Linked DNA regions of Mus musculus: all the other regions are linked to region 1. The links are chromatin contacts, called in public HiCAR-type, HiChIP or PLAC-seq and promoter capture Hi-C maps. All regions are on one chromosome and are shown on one strand. The core of a region is the stretch at or near the end of the contact, and the rest is flanking DNA. Distances in the headings are between cores, read along the strand shown.

The links. Promoter capture Hi-C pulls out the DNA fragments that hold promoters and counts their contacts. HiCAR-type assays count read pairs that join an accessible place to other places. HiChIP or PLAC-seq counts read pairs in DNA pulled down with a chosen protein or histone mark.
Region 2: a contact with region 1 is called in a HiCAR-type map of astrocytes, with 6 times the contacts expected there. The contact joins the enhancer-like site here to the promoter of Tmem196 in region 1. A contact is called at or near these places in 9 of 39 promoter capture datasets (the 3T3-L1 cell line, 3T3-L1-derived adipocytes, cranial neural crest and 5 more), 1 of 484 Hi-C or Micro-C datasets (bone marrow-derived macrophages), 3 of 115 datasets of contacts at active chromatin or transcription factors (astrocytes, embryonic forebrain and stem cell-derived neural progenitor cells) and 1 of 9 other capture datasets (adipose tissue).
Region 3: a contact with region 1 is called in a promoter capture Hi-C map of second pharyngeal arch cranial neural crest, with 7 times the contacts expected there. The contact joins the enhancer-like site here to the promoter of Tmem196 in region 1. A contact is called at or near these places in 15 of 39 promoter capture datasets (3T3-L1-derived adipocytes, the C10 cell line, cranial neural crest and 10 more), 1 of 484 Hi-C or Micro-C datasets (gonadal supporting cells), 3 of 115 datasets of contacts at active chromatin or transcription factors (astrocytes, embryonic stem cells and stem cell-derived neural progenitor cells) and 1 of 9 other capture datasets (macrophages).
Region 4: a promoter capture Hi-C map of second pharyngeal arch cranial neural crest shows a contact between it and region 1, with 6 times the contacts expected there. The contact joins the enhancer-like site here to the promoter of Tmem196 in region 1. A contact is called at or near these places in 7 of 39 promoter capture datasets (the 3T3-L1 cell line, HPC-7-derived erythroid cells, liver and 3 more) and 1 of 484 Hi-C or Micro-C datasets (bone marrow-derived macrophages).
Region 5: an H3K4me3 HiChIP or PLAC-seq map of stem cell-derived neural progenitor cells shows a contact between it and region 1, with 5 times the contacts expected there. The contact joins the enhancer-like site here to the promoter of Tmem196 in region 1. A contact is called at or near these places in 5 of 39 promoter capture datasets (the 3T3-L1 cell line, hippocampal neurons, liver and 2 more), 3 of 115 datasets of contacts at active chromatin or transcription factors (astrocytes, embryonic stem cells and stem cell-derived neural progenitor cells) and 1 of 9 other capture datasets (adipose tissue).
Region 6: a HiCAR-type map of astrocytes shows a contact between it and region 1, with 2.9 times the contacts expected there. The contact joins the enhancer-like site here to the promoter of Tmem196 in region 1. A contact is called at or near these places in 7 of 39 promoter capture datasets (the 3T3-L1 cell line, 3T3-L1-derived adipocytes, the C10 cell line and 4 more) and 4 of 115 datasets of contacts at active chromatin or transcription factors (astrocytes, embryonic stem cells, fibro-adipogenic progenitors and 1 more).

Annotation. Positions count from the first base shown.
Region 1 is chr12:119,943,631-119,948,078 of GRCm38.p6, reverse strand. It overlaps Tmem196 (transmembrane protein 196), which reads right to left and starts at 1,952. Exons shown (of 5, transcript NM_001294154.2): 1 at 1,459-1,952. The coding sequence starts at 1,605.
Region 2 is chr12:118,982,491-118,986,938 of GRCm38.p6, reverse strand. No RefSeq gene overlaps it. Among named protein-coding and RNA genes, the nearest start is that of Abcb5, 18 kb to the right of the region's middle. Within about 2 kb of position 2,033, at least 5 of the 459 cell types and tissues checked have an H3K27ac peak or open chromatin away from gene starts, as enhancers often do. A contact at or near this core is called in astrocytes, where this site is marked.
Region 3 is chr12:119,026,465-119,030,912 of GRCm38.p6, reverse strand. No RefSeq gene overlaps it. Among named protein-coding and RNA genes, the nearest start is that of Abcb5, 62 kb to the right of the region's middle. Within about 2 kb of position 2,527, at least 28 of the 459 cell types and tissues checked have an H3K27ac peak or open chromatin away from gene starts, as enhancers often do. A contact at or near this core is called in second pharyngeal arch cranial neural crest, where this site is marked.
Region 4 is chr12:119,049,072-119,053,519 of GRCm38.p6, reverse strand. No RefSeq gene overlaps it. Among named protein-coding and RNA genes, the nearest start is that of Abcb5, 85 kb to the right of the region's middle. Within about 2 kb of position 2,184, at least 7 of the 459 cell types and tissues checked have an H3K27ac peak or open chromatin away from gene starts, as enhancers often do. A contact at or near this core is called in second pharyngeal arch cranial neural crest, where this site is marked.
Region 5 is chr12:119,073,259-119,077,706 of GRCm38.p6, reverse strand. No RefSeq gene overlaps it. Among named protein-coding and RNA genes, the nearest start is that of Abcb5, 110 kb to the right of the region's middle. Within about 2 kb of position 2,411, at least 19 of the 459 cell types and tissues checked have an H3K27ac peak or open chromatin away from gene starts, as enhancers often do. A contact at or near this core is called in stem cell-derived neural progenitor cells, where this site is marked.
Region 6 is chr12:119,162,605-119,167,052 of GRCm38.p6, reverse strand. Itgb8 (integrin beta 8) reads left to right here. Exons shown (of 14, transcript NM_177290.3): 12 at 192-298; 13 at 3,553-3,716; 14 at 3,814-4,250. The coding sequence ends at 3,936. Among named protein-coding and RNA genes, the nearest start is that of Itgb8, 73 kb to the left of the region's middle. Within about 2 kb of position 2,597, at least 73 of the 459 cell types and tissues checked have an H3K27ac peak or open chromatin away from gene starts, as enhancers often do. A contact at or near this core is called in 3T3-L1-derived adipocytes, astrocytes, fibro-adipogenic progenitors and 1 more, where this site is marked.

The sequences.
Region 1 (4,448 bases), core at 703-3,202:
TACTTATAACCACGTAATAGATGTGGAATTTAAGATGGACCCCTTATTCTTTCAAACTCAAAGTTATACTTACATTGGCAACATTTCCATATTAAAGAACAAGATAGTTAATGTGGGTTGATATAAACTTATAGAATTCAAAAAAAAGATTCTAGGGGTAATTTAATGCTAGAATTGTTCTTTTCCTTTTTGTCTTTTAAGTTGTTTAATCTATAAACATGTATCATACCTGAAAAAAAGTATAAAAGCCAATTATTCAAGGTACAATTTCACAGTACTCAGAGGGCTGGAACACCTTTTATGAATGACTTTGGAATGGATTTTCTTAAATTCATAAATGATCTTTCTCTTAGTAATTTAGTGATGAAATCGTGATTGTTAAATGGAGTATGGATTGTCAACAGCAGAATAGCTCCTTAATAAATTATGCAGGAAATACAATCAAGTTAGAGACTCAGGTTGGCATGGCAGCTATGAGGAGCTAGGAGAGAGAGGGGAAAAGGAAGGAGGATCAACACACACACACACACACACACACACACACACACACACACTACACACACACACACACACACACACACACACACACACACACACACACACGAGAGAGAGAGAGAGAGAGAGAGAGAGAGAGAGAGAGCGCCTTTTCATTATCAGGTAGTTATTTTATTGATTTTGGTGGCTTCCTTGCAATTCTTCCTACATGAGCAAACAAAATGTTTGTTAGGTCTGCCCCTGACCTGAAACAAAACAAAACAAAACAACCCCCCCCCCAAAAAAAACCCAATATTGTTTTCTGAGTAGATAAGCACACTTTAAAGTGAGTTACTCTACCATTAGGATGGCATTACATTTCTTACTGCTGTTTGTTTAACTGGTGGCCTTGAACTTACAACAGAATATTCAGAAGTGAGTATGAGAAAGGTAGCAAGGCAAATTGAAAGCAGTGCTTTCTGAGACAATGCTCATCTTTCCTCAGACCTTTCAGAGGCTCAGCTCACTTTCCATTTTGGTCATATCACTGTTGCATCGGTGCACCTTGAGCATACTGCCCACATATAAACAGATAACTACCCCTTGCTTGCTCTTTGTACAATAAAATGATGTAACATTTTCAGTAAAAGACATAAACAAGTGAGTTTGCCCTTGTCAGGTGTAACCCTGTAAAGACTAACACTGGTCAGTCTTGCAGAATCCTCAAACTGACCCTCCTCCCCTCAAGTTTAAATAAAGCCATTCATTTTAGTTTTAAATCCAGTGAAGAGGAAAAAAGCTTCCCTAATACACAAAAAGACAATATAAACCAGCAGAGCTTGTCAATTGGAACCTACAGGCAGAGGAGTATTATAATATTGTTTTCCCAGGAGACAGTGACTAAGGCACGCACACACTGACCATCCCCGAAAAGAGGTAAAGAGAGAGTGAAATGGCTCAACGTACACACACCCCGCTCCATACCGGGGACGAGTCTCCGAGCTGCGGCGTGTGCTCTCGGAGAGCCAGGCTGAAGCTGACCGCCCCCACGGCCACGCTGGACACCCCCAGCCCTATCTCCAGCACAGAGAGCACCAAAAGGCTCCCAATGATCTGGCCGCTGGTGCACATTCTCCTTGGGTCATCATTCCTTCCAGCTCAGAGATGAAAGCTGATCATCTACCTTCTTTCTTCCAAAGTCCTCCTCAGCCCCTTCCGCCCCCTACCACAGTCCAGCTCCTCAAACTTTTCTTTCTTCACCAGCAAAACATTATCCACAAGGTCTGGATTTTCAGAACCAGAGAACCATTTCCGTGGGCCTGGCCAGAGAAGACAGCTAATCCAGCCCGTGGCGGGTTCACACAGGGACTGTTGAGCGATGGGTGGGAGTCCAGAAGCTTTTATTGAGGAGCCAGGCTCTGGAGAACGGACTCTGGATCGGAAGCCTTGCCAGTGTCGGAGGCGCAGTCCAGAGTTCTGCCGTGTCTCTGCTCTGCGCCCCCAGGAGCCTTCCGCACCTCTCTGGCTCCCTTCTTCCTGGCGGAGGAACCAAGCTTGATTTCCTAGTAATAAAGGGGAGCTGCTTACAACTCCTCTCCGCCTGTCCTCTCGCCTTCCCTCCTTTGTTTTCCTGTCTGCGCAAAGTGCTTCTGTGAGTCTCTAGGTCTCTAGGCAGAGCGGGTGGATGGTATTCAGCACCACGTTCCTAGCACTTGCTGTGTCGCCAGAAAAAGCGACCTTGTCTGATGGCCTCTTTCCGTCTGGATTTTTTTCCCCCGTTGTTGTCCTCTTCCTCCCCCCTCTCTTGAATCTGATTCTCTCTCATTGCTATGACCTCATTGGGGTTTAGGAGGCTAACGGAGGAGGGAGAATCCTGATGTATTTGTGGGTCTAGGACCAATACTCTTGGCTGACCTCTGATTCGCCCCGCCCCTGCACCCAACCTAAGTATCCTAAACTCGTTACTCCTCTACTCAATTCCTCTTGGGTTTCTGCCTCAGACAGGAGGGGTGGCTATGCCTGGTCCTTATATCAATATAGGCTCATTCTATGCAAAACTTTCCTCTACATGTACTTTTCTCTGGTTCAGGAGCAAAGGAAAACCAAGTGCACGGAAATAGAAAGAAGCCAGACCCCTGATTATACAAAGATTTGAGCGGACCCTCATTGGAGGACTCATTTATATCAGTGAGCCCAGACTGGAGCCTGCTCTTTAAGAGAGAGGGTCCATTCTGCTATCACTACTTTGTACCTTCTTATCCTAGAGGGAAGAAGCTGTCTGCTGGAGGCATATTTTCCTTGATAGCTACATACCTGAGAGGCATAGTCAGAAGCAGCTTACAGAGACCCTGTGTTGTTATCTCATTTCAGTTGAGATACATACACTTAAGTACTACACCAGAACAAGCATTACTTATAAACAGAGAAAAAGTCTGACCTAGTACAAAACTGATTTTGACCATCTTCAATTCTGAATCATTATGGCAGGGACTCAAGCGTGGGCTGTGTGATTTTGTTGCTCTTTCTGGTGAATTTTGGGAGCCTAGATATAGTGGAATTGCTTATATTTTACTGATCCCCCCCCCCCCCCCAGGAAACATCTCAAGGTGTTCTACTGAAAATTTTCTGGATGAGTTCTGAGTTATGGATTCATCAACCATCTTTCTCAAGAACTTATTCTTCAGTTAGAGATGCGTTGAAGGGAAATATAGACAAAGGGGACCACAATATGAGGGCATCTTTGCCTCTGCCCACATGCAGACAAATACACAGTAAGCTCCTTTGGGATTACATGACGCATTTTTTATTTTCAAGAACCAATGTGAGGAAACAGAAGCCCTAATTCTGCCCCAGGAGTGTCAGTTTTACCTTTATATATTTGATTCAGAACATGCTTCATAGCTTAACTTCTACACTCTCATTTCTTTTTTTATGATATGCTTATTTTACAAGTTTTAGAACTTGAGAAAAAGAAAATCAAAGAAGGATTGCGAGTTATTAAATGTTAAGGAATTTTCAGCTATTGTGATATTCAGAGCACAACTTATATAAGTGATGTTGACTGATAATTAGTGATGTTCCTTTCCACTTCTCAAAACATTTCCCTCCAGATAACCAGTTTCCAGAATTTCTCAAGCAGTTTGTGGATTTAAAAAAGCAATACTTATGATATTTAAATATTGTATAAGTCAAACGTAAACAGAAATGAGACATCTATGCTACTTCACTTCTGGTTTGAATTTAGCTACTTTGTTTTGTCTTTCTATTTTTTATTCTTTTGGAGGAAGAAAACAAGTTATGATCATCAAAAGGTATTAGTGTAGTTTTCTGTGGAAAAGAATTACCCTGGGAGAGAATTATAGTGAACACTCATTTGATGTTAACCATATAGGAGTTTTAAAGGAACAAAGAAACATGTCACCTCTTGAGTTTGATTGTTCATTACTGACAGACATGATCATTTGAAGCCAGTTACTTCAGTATCTAAAACTCTAGTCATATACCCAAATATAACCACCCTTGATTGATTCTGGATCACTTGTATAAAACACAAAACTTCTGAAAATCACAATTAAACCAGAACAGATTAAATCTATGAGTAGCTACAGTTGAGTTAAGAGCAAACAAATATTTTAGGAGTGATATATTAAAAAATTATTATCTACAGAAGAAATTAATTGTCCCATTCCGACTACCAACATTAGAACTGCAAGACATTTACAATACCTTTTCTTTGACACAAAGTATATTTTACATTTTCAAACAATGTAAAGAGTTTCCTAAAGTGATTCCAAATACTTTTTTTTTTTTTGCTGATTAAGACATAGTTATTTTCTTTTTTTTCACTTTTTATTTTTTAATTGGGTATTTATTTCATTTACATTTCCAATGCTATCCTAAAAGTCCCCCACACGCTTCCCCACCCACTCCCCTACCCACCAACTCCCACTTCTTGGCCCTGGCGTTCCCCTGTA
Region 2 (4,448 bases), core at 784-3,283, 960 kb after region 1:
TTCATGACAGTTCCTTCCAGGTCTGTGTATCTAATTATACCTAGATCATTTGGAAAATTTTGACTCTGTACTGACTGAGCTATTTGGATCACTTCTGAGATCATCTTAAAGCAATCCATTTATAACTATTTAGTTTTTAAAATATTTTATTAGTACACATACTATTATTATTATTATTATTCAAGTCTTATTAACCAATTCTATAGGGTCCAGAAGATCAAATACTTTTTTTCAGAACAGAATTATAATACAATTCTTTAAAAGTATTTTGAAATGAACTATAAAATCTCTAAAAGTTTAAATACTACAACTTATCTAAAAGAAAATAATTTTCCCTCCTTAGATTAGAAATTATCTCAGAAACCATTATAAACTCAAATGGAACATCACTGCTTCTAGAACTTAATTGTTCATTTATATCCAGAGTTCAAGATTAACATTGTAGAAAATGTTACTAGCACATGTGATCCCTCACATTATTATTATTTCCTATTATTTCCCTTTCCCAAGGAAATTAGATTTATGCCTTTCTTTTCCTTTTATATTACACGTAGCCCAGGCTGGATTCTAAACATTGGCTTATTTAAACTGGCTTCATATTAACATGTGAATGGCTATGCATATAATCATGTATAGGCCCATGTACATGAATACACACACACACACATGCTACCACACATAATCTGTATCTATCTGATTTAAGACCTCTCTATTCAGATTCAGATAAAATTGAAGAAAACTCAAGCCAGTCAATGACAAATAACAAAGTAAACATTAGAATATTACTTCCTCATCTTTAAGATGAAGCTACAGAACCATTTTTATGATATTTTGGTAAGAAGCTAATGAGCAATTGTCTAACTCTACTTAGCACCTACAAAAGACTGAAGGTTCTGTGAGCAAGATGGAGTCAGGAGAGAGAAACCCAGTGATTTGGGAATATTTTTACATTGTTGTCTGGTTTCCAGAACTCTTTCATACATAACTCCACCACCCCTATACAGATGCCTTTGAGGTAAATGACACAGGGTATCAGTCAACTTGACCTGAGGTTCAGCCTCAATCTGCTATTTTGAGCATCTGCTCACAGAGTCAACGAATAAACCTGAGCAACCATGGATCTGGGAGGATAGGGGGCAATTCTCCCTGCATCTGAGATAAGCAAAGCATATCCCTACAAGCACCTATAAACTGTGACAGTAAAGGTGAATCTTGGATCTGTAGAAAGACAGCAGAACACAGATCAGAACATAGATTTTGAAGTAGGCAATTTAGCCATTCCACTTGAATAGCTGCATTATCTAGACAATAACATGTCTTCTAAACATCATTAGACTCATGTAAAAACAGGGCTAGTAACTCAGTGATTTATAATATTACTTGCATCATAATATTGAATATTTGTTGAAATTCCATATAATTATTCTCATATTTCAGAGAATAAGTGCTTATCATGGAAGCTATTTCTACCATTGCAGACTTTGAGAACAAAGCATTTTTTCCCCTAATATAAGCAGATGAAGGGATAGTCAACACTACACTCACTTAAGGAAACAGGAGGCATGCAGAGGCTGGGCCCAGATCACAAAGAACTCAGTGGAGGTGTTGGATTTCTTCCCTAAGACCCAACCCTTCTCTAGAGAAATTTCTGTGGTTCTTTCATTTCACTTAAAAGGGAAAAAAAAGGCAAAAAGAAATATCTTCCATTTGAGGAATTCCCTTGTAGAATTTCATGGTTTTGTCCCACACTCTCTTGGGTCTAGAAAATGACTTTGTGTTCCTATGTTTAATATTCTGAGCCTCTGATAAAGATGGATTTTTGTTGAGTTTAAGGCCCACACAGGTTCCAATTTAGAACCAACCCTAAATCTTTTGCGGCTTTCAGTTAGTCTTGGCAGAACACTTTCAGGGTGGGAGGATTCTTAATGGGTTTCTTTAAAGAGATTCTTTAAAGAGTTCATTTAGGCTCAAACCAAAGTAAACTAACCATTCTATTCCCATGGATTTTAGAGAGGGGGGTTAGGCTTCAGGAGAAATGTGGTAAGCAGAGCCTGCTGAGAACAGAGCTGATTGATACTGGTGGCCATGAAACTGCAAGTCTGTGGAGTCATTAAGGAGGTTTTTTTCACAAAAACCTTTTTAAAGTAACTTTTATTCCTTTCTGGTTGCCACATCTTACAGATGTCAGAATGCACCCATGCATGAACCTGCCTGCTGAAAGATCATTGTGGTCAAAATCAATCCTAGAAACATGAAATCACAAAATGAACGTCTGATAGAAGCTTTACATTTTTCTTGAAATGGCAATGCAAATTAAAACTCTGACACAGAATAAATAATGATACTTTCTAACTATTGCTCCCTGCTAAAAGGTCCTCCAGGCCCTACCTCAGATCCTTGCCTTATCTCAGACAAATATCTGAGGTTGTGGAAGATAACAATGTTTTTCTCTGATGCTTCTTCCTCTTCTTCACAGTTTTGATGTTATTGTGTCTGAAAATGTATATAGTTTAGCAGTTTTTCATCCTCTGAATTATAAGAAACTTATATTCTGCTCTTAATTTCTTCTCATAAATACTTATAAGAAAGAATCCAAATGAGAGTTTTTCTTGAATGGACTCATGTTTCAAATATAGTTTAAAATTAAAAATAAAATGTTTTACATTAAGACTGTTTGATATTATAAACCAATAATTCTGCAAAAATCAAGCAAATTTTATGTTAATCAAACTATAAATGTTTTTAAATATTTTCTTAAAGCAACAGTGTTTATGTTAAGACAAGCTCAAATATATTTTAACTATTTTAAATTGTTTAATAGTTGCTTTGTTTTCAGAATTATTGACATTTACCATCAAATAATTTAGCTTTTGTTAGTACAATGATAGATAGATAATAGATAATAGGTAGATAGATGATAGTTAAGTAATTAAATAAATAGATGATAGATAATAGATAAATGATACGTAGATAGATGATAGATAGATAGATAGATAGATAGATAGATAGATAGATAGTTATATTGTTAAATAATAGATAGATGATAGGTAGATAGCTAGATGATAGATGGATGGGCGGATAGACGGATGGATGGATGGATGGATGGATGGATGGATGGATGGATGGATGGACAGACGGATGGATGGATGGAGATTGATAGATAGTCAACTGTTTTAACTAAAATTAAAGTGGTAGTACCTTAGAACACAGGTTACTCATTCTTCAAGGTATTTACCTAGAAGAAATGAGAGCCATATATTCATACTGCACTTCCATGTCTCCTACAGTATCACTCACAAAAGCTGTGATATGGAAATGAACCTAGTTGTCTCTTAATGTACAAATAGATAAAGAAGATGTGGTATACATACTATAGAATACTATTTAGACATAAAGAATAAAATTTTCAATTATAACATAAAAAATATGTTAAGTGAACCTGAAAAATATATTATGTGAAATAAGTAAAAGACAGAAAGGAAGACAGCACATGATCTCACTCATATGTGGGATATAACATAGAAGTTGAAAATAGAACAGCAGCTACCATAGACCAGAGCAGTGAGGATATTAAAAGATTAACCAGTGGGTTAAAAGACTATTACATAAGACTATTTGAAAAGAAGAGTAAGTCCTGAGGTTCTATGGCATAGCAAGGTGAATATAACTAACAAATATTTATCAGCTAAAGACAAAAAGAAAGAAAATAAAATTTAGTGACTCAACAGCTAACCAAAAACATTTGGAGAAACATTTTTAAAGATTTTTATTGGCATAATTAAGACTACATGATAGTGGGTCTTATTGTGACATTTTCATAAATGTGTAGAATGTATTTTGGTCATGTTTATCCCATTACTCTCTCTTAGTCTACCCCTACCTACTCCCACGAAAACCCTTCCTCTTCTCAAATAGCTCAATTCTACATTCATGTCTTTACTTATTTATTATGTATTTACCATGACTCAGTGAATTTCACTGGGGTTGTTCACAAGAGTATGAGTGATATTATTTTGGGGAGCATAAGCAACTTGCCAGTGGCTGCATCAATGAAGAAAATGTCTCTCCCTGCACCAACAACCTATAAATCCTCAGGGTTGTTTAGGCTTCATAAGATCCTCCTCCTTAGCAACAAATTCCCTGATAATAAAATGTTGACAGGCCCAATCTTATACAGGTCTATAGGCTACATAAGCTACGGTTTATATACTCTACAGCTGCTGTGAAATCAAAAAGGTCATAGCCAGGCCATGTCCAGGAGAAAGCATTCTATAGCACTCTGCCCCTTTCTCCAGATCTCACATTTTTTTCAGCCCATCTTTCATGATGTTCCCTTAACCTTAATAATATCAATGTCTTATTTACAGCTGAGCATTCAACAATCGCTATAGTCAGAAGTTTGGTCAACTGTAAGCCTCTGCAATAACTACCATTCACTACAGAAAGAC
Region 3 (4,448 bases), core at 1,278-3,777, 920 kb after region 1:
CTCCCTCAGTTTCTCTCTCAGCATCCTCTCTCAGAATCTTGAATCAAGAATCAAGAATCTTGAATCAAGAATCTTGAATCAAGAATCTCTCTGAGCATCTTGCTTGAATCTTTCATTGTCTATCCCTACATCTCCTTTTATTCTCTATTTCCTCTTTCTTCCTGCCAGAGTCCCACCTCCTATTTCCTGCCTCAGCTCATCAGCCATCAACTTTTTTATTGACAGATGTTGCTTATAAGAGATTCTCTCTACACTTTCCCCTTTTAGTCCAATAAAATCCTCTTTCCCTTACATCAATAAATTATATACAATATTCACAATTATGAAAAACATCAGGTAAGGATTATATTCCCTATATCCAATTCACTTATATTTGAAAAAAAAAAGCCTTTTATTAGACTAAGAGAGAGAATTGTAGAGAGAATATCTTATGTCTGTATGGATGTGTCACCCATCAATAATAAGTCTAATGGCCTATGGCTTAGGCAAGAAATAAGCGGTGGAACATCTGGGTGGCAGAAAAGATACCGAGGTAGAGCCAGGCATGGAAAGATTTGTTCAGGAGGTAACCAGAATGTAGATAAAATAAATTGGCTATATTAAGTTATGATCTAGTCAGAGAAGAGCCTCACTATATGGACAAATTATTTGTAAATGTATTTTGAGCCTGTGTCCTATTTCTGGAAACATGGGGCTGGGAGATAGAACCAGACCTAACTTCTACAAAAGGCAGGCAGTCTTTGTTACATGAAGAAGACTTTAGAGGATACTGAGATGGAAAACACCTGGGAGTCAGAATGTGGAGAAAACAAACTTGTTTTGACACTAAGCATGTGTTATATCTGCCCAAACCCAATGACTGCAGTGATGCTTAGAAATGTAATATTGTTAATCACTCATTATGTGCCATATGATAAGCAATGTGCTCAGCACTATGGACATTCCTGTCACCAGAGGAGGGTCTCAGGTATTGCAAAACATGAGGATTTTACCAGGCAGGCAATACGAGTGAAAGTTCAGATTTATTAAAACTAAGAGAAGACTCATAGAATACATCTTACAAAATGGAACAACCAAGCAACCACATAACTTGAGCACTTTCACTGAGTTTAGGCAAATGGAAGAAGCTGTATATTGGAGGGTATGGGTGGTGTTGAAGTGGATTCTTAACCTGATTAACAGACAAGCTGTTACATGTCTCTCAATACATCTCATAATTTTAAGCATATACATGCTCCCATCAGGCATGTACAGGAGATGCTAAATAGGGATTTCTCCTCACAGGTCTACTAGGACAAATTCACCTTTGCTGTACCCAATTCTACTTTAAGCAGGCTTTGTTTATTTCTCCTTCTCCCAGGAAGTGGCTGACTCCAGATTACCATCCCATGGGGAGAAACTGGGTGTGGTCCTGCCTAGACAATAGGCACATTTTTCTAAGAGCATTTTTCTGAGCTCTCTGGGCCCCCTTACATTGGTCTACCTTACACAAGCACAGTCTGTAGCCTATGAGCTTGAGTTGCCTGAGTAAGCTGGTCACTAGATAATAGGTCTTTTCTTACATGTCATTGAAACTATTATGATGGAAGAGAGAAGATATTAAAAACTTTAAGTTAGAAGATTTAAAAGTGATATTTCTGAGGAAATTGTATTAATCTAAGAAGAAGTAATAGAGAAACATCAGCAATTCTTTTTTAATATTTTAAGTATAAATTAAAACTTCATTTTATATTTTATTTATATATATTACATATGTGCATGTTTATTATGAAGTAATTACTGTAATTACATTGATACATTACTAGAAGCATTACTGTACAATGGCTAATACAAATAATTAAGGCTCTCCTTTCAAAAAGTTTATTTTTATGAAATATGAAAATTCTCCTGGTAGAAGGGGAAATAAACAAGGCCTACTTAAAACAGAATTGGGTGCAAGGGAGTGAAGGTGAGTTCACCCTTTCACACCTCACTGCAGGGTTCTTAATTGTCATTGTCCTCATATGACAGCAGTTAGTTAATATTTCACAAAACGTTAGCAACCTAAGAGGAAAAGAGGAAGGAGAGGCTTCCAGAGTCTGTTTCTCCATGAATATTCTTCCATCCATATGTAGTGCTAATAATACGCATTTCTAAAACAGGAATTTGGATCTGTACTACTTATGCCATCAGGTTTTTGAGAATGTACCCTTCCTATGAAACTCTGGATAAGAACTGGACTCAAATTTACCTTCTAATGATATATGAGCCAGTCTAGGGAGCTTTGCAAACAAGTAACCTAGGACACAAATTACACAGATTAACAACAGCCACTTGTTTGTGAACCAAAAGGGGGGAAAATTAGTAATTTGTGTATTTTGGTGTATTATGGGAAATTACAGTTTTCAACATCTATAATTTTCTTCATGAATGAAGCTTCAAATGCATCAGAGGGGAATCCCTGAGTGCTTGCTAATGCTGTGGGCGATGACCACAGTTACTTCAGGTCAGCTCACACAATCCTTCATTTTGTGAAACCAATCACTCATGGTCACTCAATGTCTTTCACATTGATTCCAAACAAAGGCATTAACCAGGCTTATTGTTCTCAAAGGTTAAAATACCCACAAAAGCATTTACATCATTGCCCAAGTATGCCTAGGTCATAGGAAGAAGCCCAAGAACATGACCAAAAGGAGACTCCTAATGCAACTAACCAAATGAGGAAAAATTCAGACAGTAGTCCTGTCCTGGGTCTCTGCGCCAGATATATACTTCTACAAAAATATATACTTTTACCAGAAAGCATTGTTTAGTATAGTCTTCTCTAAGATATGATCTAAAACAGTGAGCTGCTTCAGAAAAGCTTTGGGAATTCTGAGACCTGCATTCCCGAATAGTTCTAAAGGAACATCAACACTCTAAAGCTTCCGAGAATTCCTGCAGCTCTGCTTAACATTTCCCAACCCACCCAAACATTTTGCACGCTTTGTAACCCAACACCTCTTACCATCTGTGGAGTCTGCTCCAAGAAGCAAGACACTGGTGATTTTCAAGATATACTTTGCAGAATCCTCTCAGGGATTTCCAGGAAGGCAGAGAAAAGAGTACAGAGACACTGAAGGAGCAGGAGGGGTCAACAACCCACAGCTCCACTTTGAGTCCTACTTTCCAGAGTTGACATGTAGCATCGTTTTGAATTAAGAAATCTATGTCCCAAAATTATCTTGTGTTTATAAAGTTCTTTCACTAGAAATGAGATATTTGTAGTCTGACATTTATAAGCCGACATGTTGTACATGTTACAGGATTGCATGGAAGCTCAGCAGAATTCATAGGGTAGTTTCTTGCTAGGGACTGAATTACTGTGAATGAGTACTTTCCAATCCTTGCTGGGCTTTCCAAGAGACAGAATTAATTGTACTATTAATTCAGGCTTGGCTTGGTGACTTGCTTTGACTAAAGGAATGTCATATGAATTTGTGGTTTATTTATGTCCTCAGGGCTTCTCCACAATGAGAACAGTAGGCCTCACACCATGGGTGCTTATCAGGCATTAGAAGCACATGAAGGCCAAATGGGACCAACAAAACTACAACCCATGGCTAAGGTTTGAAGGTTGTTTGTGGGCATAGTAAAGGCTGACAGGAGCAATTTAAATCGAGTGCCTTTAATATTACTCTCATATAAAAATAATAAGATCCAACAAAGAGGATGCTGAACTTTCTGCTACCTTTGCAATTAACTTGAATAACTTTCAAAAAGTGTAATAATGCTTATTCCTCTGTATACTCAGGTACCATTCTCCTTTGTCTAATGGTAAATCTTTGCCTGTGTCACAGAATAATAATAATGCCAATAATGCATTGAATATAAATTTCCATCAAGGGATTCAGTGAATTTTTCTTTGTCCATGAACCCAAATGCTGTTTTGGGAGTTAGAATTTAATATAAAAAATTAATATTTGTTATCTGTGCCTATAATTGTTTTCAGAGTCCTTAACTGGGTCAAAATTAAAAGTCAGCTATGTCTAATCAAGCTGTAATTCAAACAAGAGACTTTCAAACAAACACACATGAGAAGTCAAAGGAAAAAGAAAGGTTTCCCTTCTTCCAAAATGGTAAAACTACATCCTGCAAATGCAGATACACAGATTGAAGCTTCTGAGGTTTATGAGACAGTTACACAAAAGGTTTCATTGTAAGTGGAAACACTGGAATTATTATAGTAAAAGGAAAGATTTTTGTTTCTAATCAGCTTAGAAAAAAAGTTCTCTACCAAGTTATCACCACTAGTATAGGACAAGAGTTCTTAGTGGTTTGGGAGAGGATTTGGCAGTTAAGACACCTGCTGCTCTTGCACATGGGATTTGGTTCCTGTAACATGGCAGCTCACAAACATCCATAACTCTAGTTCCAGGGAGTCTGGTGCCATCTTCTGGCTTCTGCAGACACTGCATTCACATGAT
Region 4 (4,448 bases), core at 935-3,434, 890 kb after region 1:
GAAGCCATCCACTTTTATTGATAATCATCTTAGATTTGACTATTAGTGCAAAAAGAATTCATCTTTCAGAATTCCTGTTTTCAATAGGGGATCATGTGATCTTTGAGATTACTTGAAAAATTGTGAGAAAGTAAGTAATTGTGATGTGGATATGATAATGAACTTCAGTTGTTTATAAGTTCCATGCTTTGCTATAAAATTGTACTATATTATTAATTTTGGAATTATTATATGAATACTTCAGGGATGAGGATGTAGTGCTATGGTTGGATAGCTCTCTGTCATCCACAAGTCCCTGGGTTCAGTCTACAGCACCACAAGAAGAATTCTTTTAAAAATTCTGCTTAAATGTACTTGATGTTGTTGATAAAGTATTTGAATTCCAACCCCTTTCTCTTTCATTTAAAATATTCTTTGCCTTGTAGATTTAAATGTAAAGAAAATTACACAATAATTTGTTGGATAGTTATGTTTCAAATAAGTGTTTCCTTTATTTAGAATAAATACAGTGATATTTGGAATTTAAAAATAAAAAAAGACATGTACCACTATGCTCATCTTTTTACATGTGTGTTTGGGATCTAAACTCAGATTCTCATGGTTGGATACCAAACACTTCACCAACCCAGCCACTTATCATACATCTTTTAGAGAAATTGATAAAGCAAAAGTGATTTTGCAACTACCTTCAAAACAGCAAAATTTTAAGCAGTGATAAATAACAGGAGGAGAGTTTTCTAAAATTATATCTTTGTTAATTTAAGCCATAACAATAGAGTTGCCTAATATTACAGGCTGTAGAATATTTTTACTGATATGTTATTTGATCCTAACAAAATTCTATCAAGTAGATAGGATGAGTGATATTTTTTCCATTTATAAAAGAGCTTATGAAAAAAATCTAAAAATAAACAAACATGTTATCAAAGGGTAAATAACAAAACAAGGTTCCAAAGGCTGGACTCTGGGCCATTCATGCTTATTGTAAACAATAACAACAAAAAAATAAATGACAAGCCACCTCCACTATCTTCCTCAGAGCACAAACAAGCAAAAGCATTTCATTTTAAAAGCATATACTACCATGGAAAATGCTTTTCTTGTAACCTGAAACACAGTAGTTGTTTAGAGAAGAGAATCTTTGGGGAATTTTAGGCAGCACTGAGGGAGAAGGATAGGAGGTTTCCTTAGCATTTCCCTCCATGGAACCAAAGCTTTTTTCTTATCAGGGCACTGCAGAAATAGTCTAGATAAAGCATTACCTTTCAAGGAAGTCGAATAAAAAGAGCATGGAGCAGGCTGGTTGGCTTCTTCATGCCTCCTTAGAGTTCTGACAAGCCCTGATTAGCATGGAAGTACAAAGATTATTTGCATCACCTAATTACAGTATCATGTATTGCCTGAACCTTACTAAACAAAATAATAGCTCCAAATCCTCATGTCTACAGAAAATATTTGGAATGAAAGACCCTGATTTACAAGAAGTTTTCTAGCTCATTCTGTGACTATCCCCAAGGGGATTAATTAAAGAAAAACACATAATAGATGAAGCATTTCCATTTTAGAATTTTTAGGCCTCATATACATCTCCAAGTAGGATAGGGGGCGGAGTTATGGTAATTTTCCTCTTATGCAACACAACCCTGAACTGTGCTAAGACCAGCAGCAGCAGCAGCTTCCTGCCATCCCAGGAAATAAACAGTTTCTAATGAGCTCTTTTGCAGCCATAGCTGCTCCTAACCTTAAGAGAAGCTTGATGTTAAATGATATTTTTAAATCCATTTATTTTGAGTGGCCAAAGGGCTTCATATAAACAAAATATATTTTCTGTTGACTGTTAAGCAGTAACCAGCAAACAACATTTGTTTCAAGAAGGCAAATTAACATTTGTTTCAGGAGGAAGCATATTTTATATTATTTTGCTTTGGGGCTGTAACTAATCACAAATTCCAAATATTATGCTCTTATATAAAGGTTATAAGAAGGTTGTTCTTTTAAGAAATTGAGAATGAGCAAAACCTCCTAACAATGATAATAAAAATGGAAATAAAAAGTAATATGGAAGAAAGATTCTACCGTTTATTGCTTTCCCTTTTACAAAGAAGTTAATCGGACATTCTGTTCCTTGAACATAGCAGGCATCCTGTGTTTCCTGTTAGACCCCTAGGGAAGTTTGTAATTATGTAATTATGTCCATCGTTATGACAACAGAAAGTAACAATTGAGTCCACTGGTAAGCAACATAGATCAGGACCGAGGAAGAAAATTAGAAAGCAGAGATAGCATATTTTAGCAAAAGAAGTGCAGTATGCAAATCAACTATTTTTAAAGTCCTTTCATTATCCTGAAGCAGATTAATGGAAGATCATGTTAACCTCCCAGATTACCAACAACAGAATAAGGTCATTTTCAGTGCTGCTGAGATGGTATGAAGATAATGGTATAGTACTGAGCATAGCTGCCTTTCAAAGGTAGTGAGAACTTGAAGACATAGTTTACATAATGTGGTCAGGAAAAAAATCTGGTGTGGTCCAGTTTTCATATGAAGCACAGTTGACAATATTTATCAAAAGGCTTCTGCCTTTTAATTCTCTAGCTGAAATATAAAAATTGAGACATAGTATATAAAAAGATTCATAATAATACTAAATTCACCCCCAATGGAGGAGCTAGAGAAAGTACCCGAGGAGCTGAAGGGGTCTGCAACCCTATAGGTGGAACAACAATATGAACTAATCAGTACCCCCAGAGCTCGTGTCTCTAGCCATTACATTTAATGGTACTGAGAACTTTTAGTCAACTGAAAAAAATCCAAAAGGGGATAAAAGGAGTTCCGATATAAAATATTTAATAGGACTTCTTTGTACATGTCTGTCTGTATTCATATATCAGTTTGAGGGAGTGGTATACAACCTGTGGTGTTTGAATAGAAATGGCCTCTATAAACTCATTCATTTGGATGCTTGGCACTATTAGGAGGTGTGGTCGTGTTGGAGTAGATATGAACTTATTATTGGAGGACGTATGTATCTGTGGGAGCAGGCTTTGTGGTTCAGATGCTTAATCCTGGGCTTGGTGGCATACAGTTCTTTGCCTATTACCTTCAGATCCAGATGTATAACTCTCAGTTCTTTCTCCAGCACCATGTCTGCCTGCATGCCACCATGCTTTCCACCATAACAATAATGGACTAAACTTCTGAATCTGTAAGCTACCTCCAAATAAACATCTTCTTTCATAAGAGTTGTCATGGTCATGGTGTCTCTTCACAGCAATAAAGTCCAATCTAAGACAAAAATGCACACATATGCATGCGTGCAGAGGACAGAGGTCTGTGCCAGATGTCTTCTTCTATTGCTCTGTACTTTATTAAGATGATACCTCTCACTGAATCTGGAGCTCACTTCTCGGCTAGAATGGCCAGCTGGCAAATTCTTCAGACTTCATAGATGAACACTGCCATGCTTGGGTTTTTAAAATAGTCCTGGGATCTGAATTCTTGTTCTCATACTAGTGAGACAGGTGCTTGGCCCACAGAGTTCTCTCCAGCCTCAAGAATTCTTATTCTTAATTCTTCAAATATCATCCAAACCCTCTTCCTTTTAAATTATAAAATTTGTTGACAGTGTCTAAGGAAACAAACTAAATGTATATATAAAAGTCAAAACCAGGCATGGTGGCACACGCCTTTAATCCCGGCACTTGGGAGGCAAAGGCAGGCAGATTTCTGAGTTCAGGGCCAGCCTGGTCTACAGAGTGAGTTCCAAGACAGCCAGGGCTACACAGAGAAACCCTGTCTAGAAAAAAAAACAAACAACAACAAAAAAAGTCAAGAAAATTTAGTTCATTTCAAGTACAGAATTAATGTAATTTATATATTGCATATATGCGTGTGTATATATACATGTTATATATATATATATTACTTAAGTTTTTATTGTGGTTTAAATTACAAATGTCCCCCATATTACCATGTGTTTGAGAACTTTCTATCCAACTAGTAGTGGTGTTTACAGAGAATATGGAACCTTTAGGAGGCAAAGTCTTGCTAGAGGGAGTAGGTCATTGAGGATGGCTCTGAAGTTTGATAGCCTGGCCCCACTCACATGTGAAGTTTATTCAAAAGAAGTCTAACAGCTTTCAAGATGAGCCAGTTGTGGCAATCAGGCTGGTAAAATGACTTTGTCAAATAGCAAGTCATGGGGTACAGAAGCTCAAAGGAACAAGGAACATAGAGCTCAGAATCAGAGAGGGATCCCTAAGGCAACCATCTTGAAGTAGTTGTGGGTAGGGAGAGGTGTGAATAGTAGCAGGAGAAAAGCCACTGTGTGCAGTAAGGGATGTGTCAGTGCAACCTGAGAGAACACACCAACTTTTTTTTTATTAAGTATTTATTTCATTTACATTTCCAATGCTATCCCAAAAGTCACCCACACGCTCCCCCACCC
Region 5 (4,448 bases), core at 1,162-3,661, 870 kb after region 1:
TTTCTCTCAGAAACAGCATTTTTTACCATAATGGCAATGACATAGTGCTGTTGGCCTCATGGCATGATTCAAGACAATTCTAAGTGCAAGTTTCTGGTAGTTTCCCACATTAGTAAAATACTAATGAAGTCAGGGTCAGAGTTCAGTCCATGTTTAAGCCAATAGCTTCATTTTGTTCTGTGGTTGCAGAGTTTACCCCATTTCAGGAAGGTCACATCACAAATGGAAGCCATTGTTTCCTAATGGGAATAGGGCAAGAGGGTGAACCCTGATCAGCAGGAGTCTGTGAGCATGACCTGAGAAGCAACCCCTAGGGTGTGCCCTTCTTTAAATGAGTTAAGAGTTTATTATCCTATCTTTTTTTGTTTTTCACAGATTAAAAAAAAAAGTATAAGAAACAAGGACTTCCCAAAGAAGCAGTGACTAGAAAAGGAGGCTTAACTGATTTCATTTTTAAATCACTCACACTAGACACAGTATTTCTCAACCTGTGCATCATGACCCCTTCAAGGATCAAATAACCCCTTCATATGAGTTACATATCATATATTTCCAATATCAGATAGTTCCATGATTCATAACTGTAGGAGAATTATAGTTATGAAGTAGCAATGATATAATTTTATTGTTGGGGTCACCACAACATAAGGAACTGCACTAAAGGGTCACAAGATCAGAAAAGTAGAGAACCACTCCACAACAAGTCAAGTGAACTTATTGCCATCTAGGAAAAAGCCAGAGCAAAGGGTCACTTTACTCTTCAGTCTTGTAACTTTCTTAGACCCTGAAATACTGTGGTCTGAGGATACAATGAGGTAAAAATGCTTGATTCCATTTTAAGCATGGATACACATATTCTGTATTTTTACTGTGAAAGTCATTTGCTAGGTACAGATGAAAGGTTTATGTGAGAAAGTTTATTTAGAAGGGAACATTTAGAATGAAGATAAACATTTCACAAAGGCACCAAGAAGAAGACCAGTGGATTTTAACAGTCATGGAAACCAAGAATTGTCATGAGGTTATACTACCAAGTTTAACTAAAGAAGGAAAAAAGCATAAAATGAAGAAAAACGGTCCAATTGCTTTGATTAACAAACTGCTACAATTGGAATCATTTGGCTGAAAGTATACCTTTTTCAAAAAAGAAAAAAAAAAACAGTAGAAATTAATCTTGAATCTCAATTGATTCAGAGATTATAGAGGCCATCAAGTTGGCTTCAACAAACCAAACAGCCTCAATACAGATCTTTGAGATGCACAAAGCCTAAAGATCCACAGAGTTTGTGCTTCCAAGAACTGCCTCCTGCTATCTAGGAGAGGTAGAGGGTAGAGTTTCTTCCCTGTGATGAGGGTTCTTTGATAACTGTGGAGCCTTTTTCAGCTCTTAATGAGTTTAACTCTGGGAGCTAAGGTGCTACTCCAAGCCAATAGCTTATGAATTCAGTATCTCATACCCAAGAAGAAAAGGGAAACAGACAAGGAGGAAAGCAGAGTAACAGACTATTTAAGGGAAGTAAGAAAGAACTCACTTTTAGAGAATGGAGGAGCTTCCAGGAGGACTACTACTATGCTGCCCTGCCCACTAGTCTTTTGGCAAGAACTGTATGGAGATCAAGGTTGTCTTTATTAGGGCTGGTCATTTTTTATCACATTGAAGGCCAAGTCAGCAAGGAGTGCACCTGCTTTGTGTTCTGCTTCTCTGCTCAGACAGGCAGGTGATCCAGTTAGCTCTTGATCTGTTATAGGCCTGTCCTATCTAGTGGGGACTCCTTTCTCACCCAGTGGATCATAGACCCACATCTGTTGCATCAGTCAGTCCATAAAGCAGGCATCTACCCAACGAGAATTATTCTATAACCATAGGATCTACTGCAAATTTTAGATTGGCTCATGACCAATTCTTCTCTCTTCTTTTTGTCTCTTATGCTTGTCCTTCCACTGTATTCTGGAAACACATAACTTCTCTGGTTACACACATTCAGAACCACAGAATCTCTCCTGTGTCAAGATAAAATATACCTCAAATCTCACCCCTGCCTGATTTAGATGTTTAAATGAACTTCAGACTTTGGCATTTGTTCTGAAAGGAGATGGGACTTTGGGGACTGAGAAAGAGTGATGCATTTTCAAGTGAGAATGTCATAAATTTTGAAAAAATAGGAAGGATATTATAGACAGGGGTGCATTCTAGAAAAAGTAAGTGAAGCAGAGGAAAATCTGTGAGAAAGAAGCATTTTAGAAAGGGCAAACTTGGGACTCACTTTTATGTAACCTAAGGGCAAACAGACTTACTTTTATGTAACCTAAGTTCCACATGCTAAGAAATGCTTGGTTGGGGGAGAGGGCGCTTAGACAGAAGGAAACAAAGGCCCATTCAGTACTTAGAGGCAAGTGTGGCCTTTTCCCTCTTTTCTCTAATATACTTAACAAAAGTGTGATGTCACACAGAGCTTACTGAACTGAATAATTGTAGGATGCCATGGTGCCCTCAGCATTTGAATTCACACTCCTACTCAATGGGTGGTTTTTTTCAGAACAAAGGTTTACTTTACATAGTTGTTACAAAGCACAGTGAGATTTGAGAAAAAAAATATGTGGCAGTTGAAGAGAGTGCCTACGCACAAAAATTAATAATATCATGGCTTATGGATGAAGTGCATAGAGCAGCTATGCTGGTTATAATATAAGCCATATTTAGTCCCCAAGGAACAGTGAGCTACTTATGGGCTTTCTGTTTTACAAAACACAAACTTAATGTATGACAATGGGAGCCTGGGCTGATCTAGTTAGTGCCTGTAGATCAATGGAAAGAATGAAGAGCTGAGACTGAGGACAGGAGGAATGCTAGTTTGCTACTTTTTGGTTTTGGTTTATTGTTGTTTGTTTGTTTGTTTGTTTGTTTGTCTTGAACCATTTTGTCCAATTTCTTTCTGATTAGAAAAATATAAGTCAGATCAGCTATGAGGTTTTTGCAAGTTCATTACATGCTGTGCCATAGCAGGACTGACATATGCCAACTGCAAATTGTCTTCCAGCTCTCAAAGTTCATGATAAGTAGAAATTTTTGTGTGACAAAACTTTTTCTGAAAAGATACAACACATACATCTACAACAGACCAAAGTATGAATATCACCAAAGTCCAGCTTGGTGAACCAATGAGTTTTATTGGGGTTACTTATAGGAATATGGGTGAGGAGTTACTTTTACATTAGCAGAAATGATTGAGACAATGGCATCATCAAAGCTATTCCCAGTTGGGAACCTTACAGCATGCTGCACAGCCTGCAGACAGTTCCACAGCTTAGATAGTGCCCTTTCCAAGTAACTCTGGTCCAAACCTCTGCTAGCAGATCTGCTGGCTTTTGCTCCTTCTAGGCAGTTGGTTTGCTCTCAAAGTCATTTTTAAAACTAGGCTTGTTTGAGAATCTTGGCAGCTCAGTTGCACTTCACTGAGAGAGACTCTTAGCTTTTTATTTTCTCCATCAGGGAGAGGTCTAGTGATGCTAATCAGTTTCAGGGACTTCCTGGTGCTATGTTGAGTGGTTTACCTTCCTGTTTAAACTCCTGTTTAAGGAGCTTCCCTGAAGGATGAAATGTTTCTTTCACTCTCAGAGAAAACTGTTACAGGATAGGGAAGCAAACAAGTATTCACACAAATACAAAACCAAGGTACTGAGCTGTCTTTCTGCTGTTTGACAAATGTCAATTTAGTGGGTACTGGAAGCTTCCAACAGTGTGAGGTAGAAGGCAGGCTACAGTATTTGGCCTTGTGTCTTGCTTCCTGTGGCAAACCTCAGGTCAACCATAACAAACACTATGAATTTATTCAGAAGTGTGGGGCCTTTCTGGAGCAGTAGACTCTTTCCTTTGACTAATATACAAACAGCAACTTCTTGTTATCTACTGCAAAGCAGACACGGAATACTTTCCTATAGTCTGATATTGACTCGACCTTTTGGATCAAGAGGACTTACAGGGTCTTCATCCATGTTTGGCTAGAACCCCTGCTCGGCCCCAGAATTAGCTGGGAAATGCTGTTTTCTCTCAATCTCAACCTGCACAGAGCAAATTCCTGGCTGTCATGTCATCACCTCTCACCTTTGCATTTACAGCAAGAGTGTTTCCACCTAAGAGTGTCTGCCTAGGGGCTCAGTTTTGACCATATTTAGGCACAACTCCAGCCTCTAGCTGACACATAATCCCCCCTCACCTAAGTTCTATAAAATCCCCTTGCCTTCCCCAGGACATTCAACTTTCCTGGCCCTGATCCATGGAGGAGCACCTAATAAACCTGCATTTATCTGCTTTTAATCTGCTCTGATCTGGCCTATATTTGTGTCACTGAGAGAGAAAAAGCCTATTAATGTGCTCCCTAGAGTTCTGCTCCATGGATACACCATCTGATAGTAGATACCAGTACCTTCTCTGTATTCCTCTACACAAT
Region 6 (4,448 bases), core at 1,348-3,847, 780 kb after region 1:
CAGGCATTCCTAGGCCATATCATCCTCCTGCCTCAGACTTCATGTATCTGGGATTATTGGCTTTGGCCACCATGCTTTGCTAATGGGTTCAAAATTTGTCCATTGGTTATTTATTTTTCACAGGGTTAGGGTTAGGAATATTCAGTCTATTGACTTTTTAAAGTAGTAATCCTTTCATGTTCCTTGAACAGGAATTGTCTGCAGTGCCTTCACCCTCACAATCTGTCTCAGGCTGCCCTTGATCAGTGTAAATCCTCCTGTGCTGTCATGGAACAGCATCGCATGGACCAAACATCAGGTAAGTCTGAGGAGACTCCTGGGGCAAGGAGTTACCATGTACCTTATTCCTGAAAGAAGGAACAGTGGCTTCATATTGATTCCATTGTAAATTATTGGATTCCTTTTTAAAACAACTCTATCACTGTGTCACAGATATAAACAAAGAAACAGAAACAAAAACACACCCTGTTCTAATATGTATATACAGTATTAAACTGAATCAGTAATCCATTTTTTAATCTCCCAAAGAGAAATACTTAGGTGGTGACACCTCCCTGCTCATTCGCACAGGCTCTATGTGCTGCCTGCCTCCACCAAGGACCAAGAAAATGAATTATCTAGAAGGACTTACATGAGCCAAAAATATAAGTTCACTGTGTAGAATAATGTCACTAAGAGCTCAGGAGCTATGGTTTCCCTATATAACCTAAATTTGTTTCTTCTGCTCACTCTTCACATATCTACAAAAACTTTATTCTCCTGTTTCAGGTAAAACACTAAAATTTTAAGTGATCATCTGCTGTTGTAGTATACCTAAGATCTAAGCTGTAAAACCACCTGTGAAATACAAGCTATACTTGCAGTCAGATCTTTGGAAACGTTCCTTTTGATTCTACTATTTCAACAAATAGAAAACCCAGCCCTGGAGAAATAGCAGAGTAGAAATGTCCTGCACATCTTATGAGTCTGAGGTGTAGCTCTGTTGGTAGAGCACTTGCCTGGCATAGGTAAAGCCTGTGTGCAATTCCCAGCACCACATGAAACTAGGCATCAGGTGACATATGAGAACTTGGGAGTTGGTACCCAGAGATCAGAAGTTCAAGGTCAGCCTCAGATACATGGGGAGTTCAAGGCCATCCTGAGCTATGTAAAATTCTTCCTATTAAAAGGGAAAAAAAAGAAAAAGAAAAAGAGAAAAGTGAAAAGAAAAAAACAACAACTTTGAGGTGGATAATTCTGAATTTGACACAGTGGAAAGAATGTGTTGCTTTTAAGCTAAAAACCTTGGTCTAAAATATAGTAAAGTAAGAAATGTAAGCACTTCTGCAAAATTTCTGTGGGCCTATATCTCATGTACAAAATAGAGGATAAAAAGTGTATTGAATAAAAGGTATGTTTAGTACCTCAAATCAAAGAGGATGTATAATGGGAAAGATGTGAGAGCTATGCTCAAAAACTACTTTTAAACAAAAATTTACTGGAGCACTCCCAAAAGAACTCAAAACACTTTGCACAGGTCTAAGCTGTAAAACCACCTGTGAAATACAAGCTATACTTACAGTCAGATCTTTGGAAACGTTCATTTTGATTCTACTATTTCAACAAATAGAAAACCCAGCCCCGGAGAAATAGCAAAGTAGAAATGTCCTGCACATCTTAGTTTCCCATATTTCATTCCCTTAGCCCACAGTGAATTTGGCTCAGAAAAGAGTCCCATGTGCTGCCAGCTCAGGCTGCAGCAATCTCTCCAGAAAGCCAAGTGCCTTTCTAATAAAGAGGGCCCCTACATATCATTAATTAAGTTAAGTAAACACTACTCTGACTTAAGTGTTGTTGCAAACAGTGTTCCCTTAAAACTCCTTAGAAAAAGACCTAGCCTGACCTCAGCTAAGAAAAGCATGACCAGAGGCAAATGTTGGATCATCATAACAACATTGGGGAAAAATGAATACAGACTTGAACCCTCAACGGGTCCTCTGGCTAACACATTCATAATATTTCTGAAATGTATCAAACTACAAGACTTCCCTCCCCTTAACAACTATTATGCAAGGAAAGGAAAAGAGCATTTGTTAGGCACCTTAATTATTTGTCCACTCAACCACTCTTACAGGGTCTTCTTTCAGTCTCTCTGGCTAAGCTCCCATCAGGCAAAAAGCCAGGATAGGGATCAAGCCACGTGCCCCTCTAAGGATTGGCTTAGCTGATGGAGTAGACTAAGTCAGCCAAGGGATATCACAATCTGTCAGGACATAAGCTATGAGGGTCACTAACCTGAAGGAAAGAAGCTGTAAAAGATCAAATAGCACCACCTTTGGACACACACTTTGTATTCTGTACTCATAATATCTTTAACAAGGAAGCATTGTACCATACTGGCATCTGATGTTCCCATTTCAATGAATAGGAATGGGCGTGTTTTTTAACTCCACAAAGTCTTTTGTCACCAATCACAAACAATGGTCTCTATTAAGTCCACCTAGTTGTAGAAGATCTCTTGCCCCCATTATTGAAACCTTGCCTCATTTAAGAGGCATGCTGGGTTAGCATTGAGCTTTGGAGCCAGAATCAGCTATGACTGGATGCTACTATGCTCATGGCCTTGGCACATCCTCTCTCTAGATGCTCTTTCCTAGGCAACTGCAGCATTCAGACCAGGTCCCTGAAGCGTGCAAAATGGGTGGAGAAACACATGCTTCAGTCCAGGAAGTGTTTTATGAATCTGGGGCAGCTTGTGAGCTCTGTGGAATACCCACTATTGTGCAACCATATTCCTCAGAGACTAGAGTAGACCTCAGGCAAGCACAGAGCTTATACAAATTTTTCCAGTGAGAGTTTGCCAGAGATCTGGTTCTAAAACAAAGGTCTAGCATTTTCCCTCTCCTAACATGGCTTTTCTTTCTTCAGCAAGTGATTATTGTTCGAGGAAGAACACATAATGAATTTGTGGAGGCAAACAGACTAGATTAGTGAAGTTAATTAGTAAAAAGTGAGACGAGAGATTTGGGTATTGTCCAAGATGCAACACTCCTACTTCTCAGAGTCATGATGTCTAATAATAATGAAATCTTACACCAGGGTTTAGAGAAAATATTTATTTCCCTATTAGAGTAGTACTGAGTTTGCTTCTGCAGATGTTTACTTTATTTTCCATTACTGCTGAGCAATAAAGGAGGAGAAAGCATAAAAGGAAAAACACATGCTGAATGCTTGGGGCTGCTCAATATCCTTTTTAAATCATGTTTTCCACATAGTACTGAACTGTACACACCACTATAGCTCTCTCAGTCACTGTTCTAAACAAACTTACATATGGGTAAGAAATTTTGACATAGCAAGCTACAAAAAAATGAAATATTTTAATTGTGAATATTCTCCAAAGAAGGGTTCACTGTTTTGAGTAATCAGTAATGTCAACCTCCTATTGTGAAAATAGAGACTTGTAAAGAAACCTGCTTTTATTATAAGAATGTAAACTATATTTATTTGACAGAAAACTTTGGTTTACTTTAAAAAAAATTTTAACCCATTAACTTGTCTCCTTTCTTGCAGAATGTTTATCTGGCCCAAGCTATCTGCGAATATTTTTCATCATATTCATAGTCACATTCTTGATCGGGTTGCTTAAAGTTCTTATCATTAGACAAGTGATACTACAATGGAATAATAATAAAATAAAGTCCTCATCAGATTATAGAATGTCTGCTTCTAAAAAGGTTGGTGAACTCGGAGGACAATTATATTAATTATATGTGACTGTGCACTTCTAACACTCAGCTCTGTTACTAATCCTAATATTTCTTCTCCATCAAGGATAAACTGATTCTGCAAAGTGTTTGCACGAGAGCTGTAACCTACCGACGAGAAAAGCCTGAGGAAATAAAAATGGATATCAGCAAACTAAATGCTCAGGAGGCCTTCAGGTGCAACTTCTAAATAAGATTAACAAACAAACAAAAACTGTTGGAAGCTGGATGGTTTTACAATTTATTCTAGCAAGTATAATATAAAGTCACAGGAGAAGACAAATTATATTGAAGAGTGTGCCATGAAGACTGGCAAGTGTCTTCACAACCATATGACTCACTCAGCTGCTGAAGTTTTCAGTGAACTATGTGTCTTACTACTGTTGGAGACTAGTGTTGTAGCACTTTATTGTAATATATAACTTATTTAGATCAGCGTAGAATGTAGATCATCTGGGAAAGCACTGATTACACTTTACAGGTACCTGTCAGCCCTGAGCTTCACAGACAAACACGAGGCTATGGAGCAGGTTGCAGGGTGTCACCACCACAGACTGGTGATCCTTCTGTACAACCTGCTGATGAAAAGCATCCAGGAGTAGTTGAAAGCAGTCAACCACACCCGGCAATTGGCATTGTCGAGCTGTGTACAACCAGCTGAGTAAGGGTTAGGCTTTCATTTCAGTTTGGGTGAACAGATGA